Linked DNA regions of Mus musculus: region 1 is linked to region 2. The links are chromatin contacts, called in public promoter capture Hi-C maps. All regions are on one chromosome and are shown on one strand. Each heading gives the region's core, a stretch centred on a gene start, on an enhancer-like site or on the middle of the called end of the contact. The rest is flanking DNA. Distances are from core to core; before and after follow the strand shown. Region 1 holds the start of Kbtbd8 (kelch repeat and BTB (POZ) domain containing 8). Region 2 holds the start of Pole4 (polymerase (DNA-directed), epsilon 4 (p12 subunit)).

What was found. Promoter capture Hi-C pulls out the DNA fragments that hold promoters and counts their contacts.
Region 1: a contact with region 2 is called in a promoter capture Hi-C map of pre-B cells. The contact joins the promoter of Kbtbd8 here to the promoter of Pole4 in region 2. A contact is called at or near these places in 2 of 39 promoter capture datasets (liver and pre-B cells).

Annotation. Positions count from the first base shown.
Region 1 is chr6:95,116,522-95,120,205 of GRCm38.p6, forward strand. Kbtbd8 (kelch repeat and BTB (POZ) domain containing 8) reads left to right here and starts at 1,359. Exons shown (of 4, transcript NM_001008785.5): 1 at 1,359-1,453; 2 at 2,002-2,212. The coding sequence starts at 1,438. It overlaps Kbtbd8os (kelch repeat and BTB (POZ) domain containing 8, opposite strand), which reads right to left and starts at 1,110. Exons shown (of 2, transcript NR_153843.1): 1 at 1,071-1,110.
Region 2 is chr6:82,651,378-82,655,077 of GRCm38.p6, forward strand. Pole4 (polymerase (DNA-directed), epsilon 4 (p12 subunit)) reads right to left here and starts at 1,488. Exons shown (of 4, transcript NM_025882.3): 1 at 1,247-1,488; 2 at 706-790; 3 at 60-101. The coding sequence starts at 1,462.

The sequences.
Region 1 (3,684 bases), core at 109-2,608, about 12 Mb after region 2:
GCCAGAAACAGGATGAGGAAATCAGAATAGATAACAAGGTGGCTGGGGAGATGGCTCCGTGATTAAAGTGCTTGCCATGCCGAGAGAGAGAGAGAGAGAGAGAGAGAGAGAGAGAGAGAGAGAGAGAGAGAGAGAGAGAGTTAATATCTCTGGGTTTCGATTGAGAGACCATGCTTCACTGTATAAGGTAGAAAAGCAGCGTTGTAGGATTTCTGACACCAATCTCCGGCCTCCACGTGCACCTGCACCGCCCCCCAACATGTACATCCACTCGTGCAAACAAAACAAAACAAAACAAAACACCAAACCACAGATACAAATGCACACACACAGAGACTCAGACAGACAGACAGACAGACAGACACACACACACACACACACACACAATAGGAGAAGAAAAAAAAATAGGTCAACAATAAAACCCCTGCTTTCTTGCAAAAAACTATGAAGTAGACTGAATGCCGAGTGCTCGCTGTTATAAGAGAGGTTCAAGGGCTGGAAGAGCTTGTGCAAGAGCCAGGGTTGAGCACGGTCCAGAGGAGCGCCAGGCTCAGCCTCTCTCCAGCATCTCTTCACAGGAAAGCCGGAGGCCCTCTTCACGTTCAAGAAGCCCAGGGGAAATCAATTATCCGAGTCTCCCTTGAGTACTCGAGCGCTCTTCGGTGTGACAGGTGTTTCCTGGTGTGCTAGAAATGCAAGCCAAGTGGATTCAGGTCCTGAGTGGCCATGTAACCAGACCCAGTTGATCTGTGAAAAGCGGGGCATGTGGCTAAGGGGATGCAATTTCAAGTGGGCGTTACAGGTGACTCATCAGAGACCTATCGATGGTGTGTGTGTGTGTGTTGGGGGGGGGGGGGTTGTCTTATATCCTTTGTATTTTTGGATAACAGCCCTCCTGACCATTTCCAACTTTTCGGAGTTTCATAGCCCTCGTGCAGAGCGCGTTTTCATACCAGAATCTAGTCACGGATAGGGAATTTGGGGTATGAAGACAATTATTTTTAAAGTGGAGTCGAGACTAGGAGAGAGGCCCTTGCCGGGGAAATTTGCTCAATAAGAGCTTTTCCTACCTCACTCCTCAGAGTGACAGTTCGCCTCAGCCAGATGACTACATTTCCCAGCGGGCGCTGTGCATCTCAAGGCACAGGCTGGCGGGCTCGGGGCGCTCCTCCGCCCAGCTAGCCAATAGAAATGCTCGGCTTGGGCCTCTGTCCGACTAGGAGCACGCGGGAACGGGGGCCTTAAAACTACATTTCCCGACGCGCTGGTAATCGCGCACTGACCAATCAGAGCCAGGTATTTTGAGGCTCGGGGAGGAGCCGACTCGGTCAGCCACCCTCATTGGCTAGGCAACGCTTAGCAGAGCCGGAACCCGGGAGCGAGCGAAACGCAATGACATTTCCTCTTTAAATAACCGGAGCCGGGGCCCCTGTAGTAATGGCCGCGTCGGCAGGTGGGTGGCGTGGTGCGGCCGCCCGCAGTGTCGGAGGAGGGAAGCAGGAGCGCGGGCGCCGGCCACAACCTGAAGCGGCGGCCTTAAGGCGGGAGGGAAGGATGGAGAGACGGCGGGCGCGGAGGCGAGGATGAATGGGGAGGAGGGCGGTGGGCGGCGCGCCCGCGAAGATGGGGCGTCTGGGTACCGGCCGCCCGCGAGGCGGTTGAGGGGTGCCCTGGCAGTCGCCCTCGATCGCGCTGCCCTCGGGAGCCTTCCGTCCCGCGCTCGACCCGGAGCCGAGTCCCCGCGCATCGCCGCCGCTGCCGGCTCGGCTGGCTCGCCTCACACGCTCCCTCCGCGAGCGCGGCGGTCCGGGCTCGCCGGGCTCCGGAGGAGCGCGCCGGCCTGGGAACTTGTTCGCCCTTGTTGAGCTCTCGGCTCCTAGAGCCTGTGTCGGCGCTCCTGTGCCCACACACGGACGTTTGTGTACGGGGTGGGGGGGAAAAAAACCCACGATGCCGTAAACTGGCTTCGAACTTCTTGTGGTTGTGCGATTTTTCTCCTAGATTTAAGTAAGTCTTCCCCAACACCGAATGGGATTCCATCTTCAGACACAGCCAACGATACCATGGATCCTTTCCATGCTTGCAGTATTCTTAAGCAACTCAAAACAATGTACGATGAAGGACAGTTGACAGACATTGTAGTGGAAGTGGATCACGGGAAAACATTTTCCTGTCATAGAAACGTTCTTGCTGCAATCAGCCCCTACTTCAGGTATGACGACGGTAGAAACTTATATATTACTATCCGTACAAGACTCCCTTTCAACCCAGTGTTAGCCACTTGATTGTGGTACTGAGTTGGGACAAATACATAAAGGCAAACCAGGTGTTTATTTTCTGAGAGTAGGTAACAGGTCTTGCTTGTCTTACTAATGAGCCCCTGTTTTGAGGTGGGATTCCAGAGTTTAGATAGTTGGATTTTAAGTTAGTGGACTTGTGAGGTATTCATACTATGTATGCTGCCAGCCACATTTGAAAAAAATTATAATGCTTTAAAATTAAAATCAGTGGCGACACTAAAACATGTCACGTGCACAGACAACTAAGTGTGGCTGGTGGCTGCTGTACTGGGCAACGGGGATATACAGTGTTTCAATCAATCATTGAAATGATCTAGAATTTTAAATATTTCTGATGTTTCCCCACCCCCCACCCCCGGTTTTTAGTACATAGGACTTTTTTTTTTTTTTTTTTTTTTTGAGTTTAAAACATAGGAACTTGCTCCTTTATAAATAAACTAGGATTTTAAGATTGTTTTAATGCCATGGAGTTTTGTGAAGAGTAGTGAAATAAAATACAGGTTATTTATGTCTTACTTTCCAAGATTCCCAGAAATAGTTCATGCTTTCTAAACTCTCTTTTTGTCCCTTTTGCCATAAAATGTTGAAAAGTGAAAGTTTTATTTGAACTCAAGTCTGAAAACTAAGTTTTTAGTCTAAGAACAGATGATTGGAATCGGTTTTGTTTCAGGTACTTCCTTCTAAAAGCCCTTCAGCATACAGAAGTGGTTCGTGAATGATAGGAAGACTATCTTGTCAGCCACACTCTTGCTCTATCTTTTGAGGTGCTTATAAGGTGCTTATCCATCCCACTGTAATGTTGCATTCATTAGTTTCTGGTCCCTCTTTCTCAGAATGCTGGGTCAAATACAGTTACATCAGTTTTGATATTGAAAATCGTTTAGACTTGCCTGGGGTAGGTCATTGAACCAAGTATTAATTATTACAGGATAGAAAGCTGGAAAGAAAAAAGATGAAATGTCCAGAACACAGGTTGGCTTGGCATTAGAAGCCACTGCTGCTTGTCATGTGTGTATTTGAATATATGGCACGCTTGTTCCTTACCAAACTCTGAGTGAAGCTTACTTGATATGTATTGTCTTCAATAATCCTAATAATCTTGTGCTTATACAGTTATGCCCATATGTGTATGAAAAGATCCAGATGAGTGATATCTAAGTCATTCAAATGGCAGAACTAGATTTTATTCTAAAATTAGACTTCTTATTGTGTGACACTTAACAAAATGGATCAAGTGGGTCTCCATTCAAGTTTCTGTTTTTTTTTTTAATGAAACAAAACTATATTCCCTTTGAATAGTAAAAGTAAATAAATAAATACATTGAATGGATATGGGAGTGCATGCTTTTAATCCCAGCATGTGGGGAGCCAGAAGCAGGGGAAT
Region 2 (3,700 bases), core at 238-2,737:
ATAAGGTTTGAAGCTCACATCATCAACAGAGAAATAGTCTGTGCAGGCAGTGAACTCACCTTCTAGAAAAGCGAATTCATCCACAGCTTCTATTGCATTATCTGAAACACAAGGTAAAGGGATACTTGATTGGCTCTTGCCATTCAGACATCAGACCCAACATGGAATTTTATGCAAATGACATCACTTACAAACTGTAACCCAGAGGTCCTAAGATCCATCTTTACACTCACTATTCTTTTAACTGTCTCACCTCAAAAGCCAGCGAAAATGCTGTTCAAGGCATCCTACAATCCTGTCTTATTCCAAAATTCACTTTTCTCTCTACTCTAAAGACACTAGAACAAGGCCGGGCGTGGTGGTGCACGCCTTTAATCCCAGCACTTGGGAGACTGAGGCAGGTGAATTTCTGAGTTCGAGGCCAGCCTGGTCTACAGAGTGAGTTCCAGGACAGCCAGGGCTGCAGAGAAACCCTGTCTCGAAAAACAAAAACAAAAAAAAAAGATACTAGAAAAAGAGTTTGGCAGCATAGAAGGGAATGAGAGGTACAGTCTCTAAAGGCTTACACATGTGGAAGGGTTACCAGGTAGACAAATAAACCAAAAGCCAAATTTCCCCTTGCTTCAATGATGCCTTGTGAAACAGCTATAAGAAAGCCCAGCCCATAGCTCCCCTGTCCACCCTGGGGTACCACAGCGACTCTACCCAAATCTCTCCTCTGGAGAGTTTTCCTCTTTCCTTGTTGAGCACAGCAGTAGGCATCTTTTGCGATAGTCTCCACGAACAGTTCCTGCAACAAAAAAAAAAAAAAGCAAGCAGAGATTAGTGGACTCTAGCCCACTGAGATGAGCAATCCTGTGTAGACGTGGACAAGAAGGGTAAAGGGGGAACTCTACCACACAGGAAAGTTCTAGAAGCTACCATTGTACTGAACTTATGAAAATACTTCTGCTATCCCTCTCCATAGCTCCAATCCCCCTGCTCTAATATCTCCAAATCCACCCTACTCATTCATTAGGATCCCCTTCAAGTTCTGTGTGAGCCGTGGGAGCCATGCAAACTAAATTTGCGTGGGTCCTCGTGAAGAGGAGAGTGGCTAACCAACTCAAACGGGGCCCACAGAGGCCTTCCTAGGTCTCAGTCAAGTCAGGTCGGCGTACCAGGGCCCGCCACGCCCCCTAGCGCCACGCCCCCTAGATGCCACGCCCCTTTCCCCGACCCAGGCGCCCTTGCTTCCCCGTCGCACCGCGGCACGCGCCAGGATAAAGATGGCTTCCTGTCCCGCCAGCGTTACGTCAGGGTCTGCCTTCACCAAGGCCTTTACTCTCGCCAGAGGCAGCCTCGAGAGGCGAACTCCCCCGGGTGCACTCGTCGGGGCTTGGGCCTGCGAAGCCGCTGCCTCCCCTCCGGGAGCCTCTTCCTCTCTGGGCGTCCCGCTCCCAGCAGCCGCCGCTGCCGCCATCCCCTCCCGAAACGTGTGGCGCGCGGTCGCTGACTGAGCGCGCGCACGCGATTTCGGCCCCTTTCCCGCGCCGGGTAGAGACCACGCCTCTCCGTGTGGGCGTGGCCCCACCCTCACTAGGCGTGGCGCGCCAGAACCGCCCCCTCTGACTCCGGGGTCTGATGTACTCTTCCGGGCGGCCACAGCCTGGAAGCGGCCGGGCGTGGCCTAGCTGAGCCGGAAGTCCGGATGCTTCTCTAGAGCCTCAGTAGGTGCTGAGTTTAACCTCTAGGCCAACAGGAGGGGAACCCGTGGGTGTCCCCACAACGCTGCCCCGCGCAGCGACAGACCCGGGCCAGCGCCGGGGATCATGTTTTAGGTGGAATGGGACGTTTGACGGGCAGAATTGGAAGTGCGGTTTAGTGGGAGGAAACCACTGCAAAAAAGGCGTGCAGACACGGAGAGCAAGTTTTGTCTGTGGTTGGTCAAACAAGGGTTAGCTCAGAACACTGATCTCCTTACTCAAAACAACAAAACTAAAAACTGTGTTCTCTAGGAACATTAATTGCATAGGGTTTATGTTTTAAAATACTAGTATGTAGTGTTGGCAAAACATTATCATGACAAGTAACTTTTCAAAAACAAAAATTGGCGGGGCGGTGATGGCACACGCCTTTAATCCCAGCACTTGGGAGGCAGAGGCAGGCGGATTTCTGAGTTCGAGGCCAGCCTGGTCCACAAAGTGAGTTCGAGGACAGCCAGGGCTACACAGAGAAACCCTGTCTCGAAAAAACCAAAACCAACAAAACAAAACAAAAACAAAAATTGATGAGAAAAAAATTAATGTCTCCTTTAGAAAACAATTTGATCGTCTAGCTGCTTCTCAACATTTTACTATCTGTTTTTTTGCATAGTTATGGAAAATTCCACTGCACCTTCTTGAGAGAATGAGAATGACTAAGATTAAGATAACTTTTACCAGGTGTGGTGGTGCACGCCTTTAATATAAGCACTCAAGTAGCAAAAGCACATCATGCTCTTTGAAACCAGCCTGGTGTACAGAGGGAGTTCCCAAGCCAGCGAGGACGACATAGTAAGGCCCTATCTTTAAAACAGAAAATCGCTTTGACCTCGCCGGCCTCTGCAAAGGATCTCCAAGAAGCCTCTCCCTGCCTCTTCTTACCTATGAGTTCTCATACCGAACCAGAGATCTGGCATGGAAGTGTGGCAAATATTCGCAATAGGCAAGAGAGACAACTCAGTAAAGTGTATGCTGCTCATCAAGGACCTGAGTTCGAATCACCAGAACACAGTAAAAGGCTAGTGTGATAGAACTCCTGTAACTTCTGCACTAAGAGAACAGGATTGCTTAAGTTCTTTGGCCAGCTAAGCTAGCCGAACCAAATCAGTGAGCTTGTGGACCTTGGGCCTTTATACCAACAAATGCATCCAACACACACTAAATTTTTAATATAAGGCATAATAAGAACACTGTGTACCTAGTTAATTGCTTTATATAAATATTAATGTTTAGTCATAATGCCTGTACTATTGATGCAGGTAAGTAATTTTATTTACAGCTATGAGTGAGCCACAGACTGTTCCACAGTGTACCTGTGGAATAAGGGGAAGCCAAGGGCTCATTGCATAATAACCTGAAATCATTTACTTCCAAATTTAAGCAATAAACTTTAACTGGGTCTATACACAGAGGCCCCACTGGAACAAAATGAGTTTTGGCCAGAATTAAAAGCTCCAGGGGAGGAGCGATGAGTTACATTGTACCAGAGTTTTCCTTAGGACCTTTGTCTTGAGTGCTCTCTACTGTGTACTTAAGAAAAAAAGAAAAAAAAAAACCAAGAAACTTTATTCTTATTGGTTGATTGTTCGTAGAAATTGATTACATAGATTTCCAATCTTTTCACCCCAACTTTGAAATGATTTAAATCCAATGTAACCTGTAAGGATCACTGTACTGGGCTCCTTCCACCCTCTCAATTTTGTAACACCTCCAGGTCCTCTCTGCACCTGGACCATATAGACTGGGTCTCTAGTTCTTTTGTTCTTCCCCCAAAGCTTTTATCTACTTCAGATCCCAGGTTCTCTTCATTATGGAAACTTCTCTTCCCACCTAAAGCTCCACAGATGAAGTTAAATCAGTCATACTACTGAACACCTGTCCTTTAGAGTGCTGGTCCCACAGTAGCACGGAGCCTCTCCCTGTGCATTTTACTTCTCTAGTCCTACTTTCCCCAGATT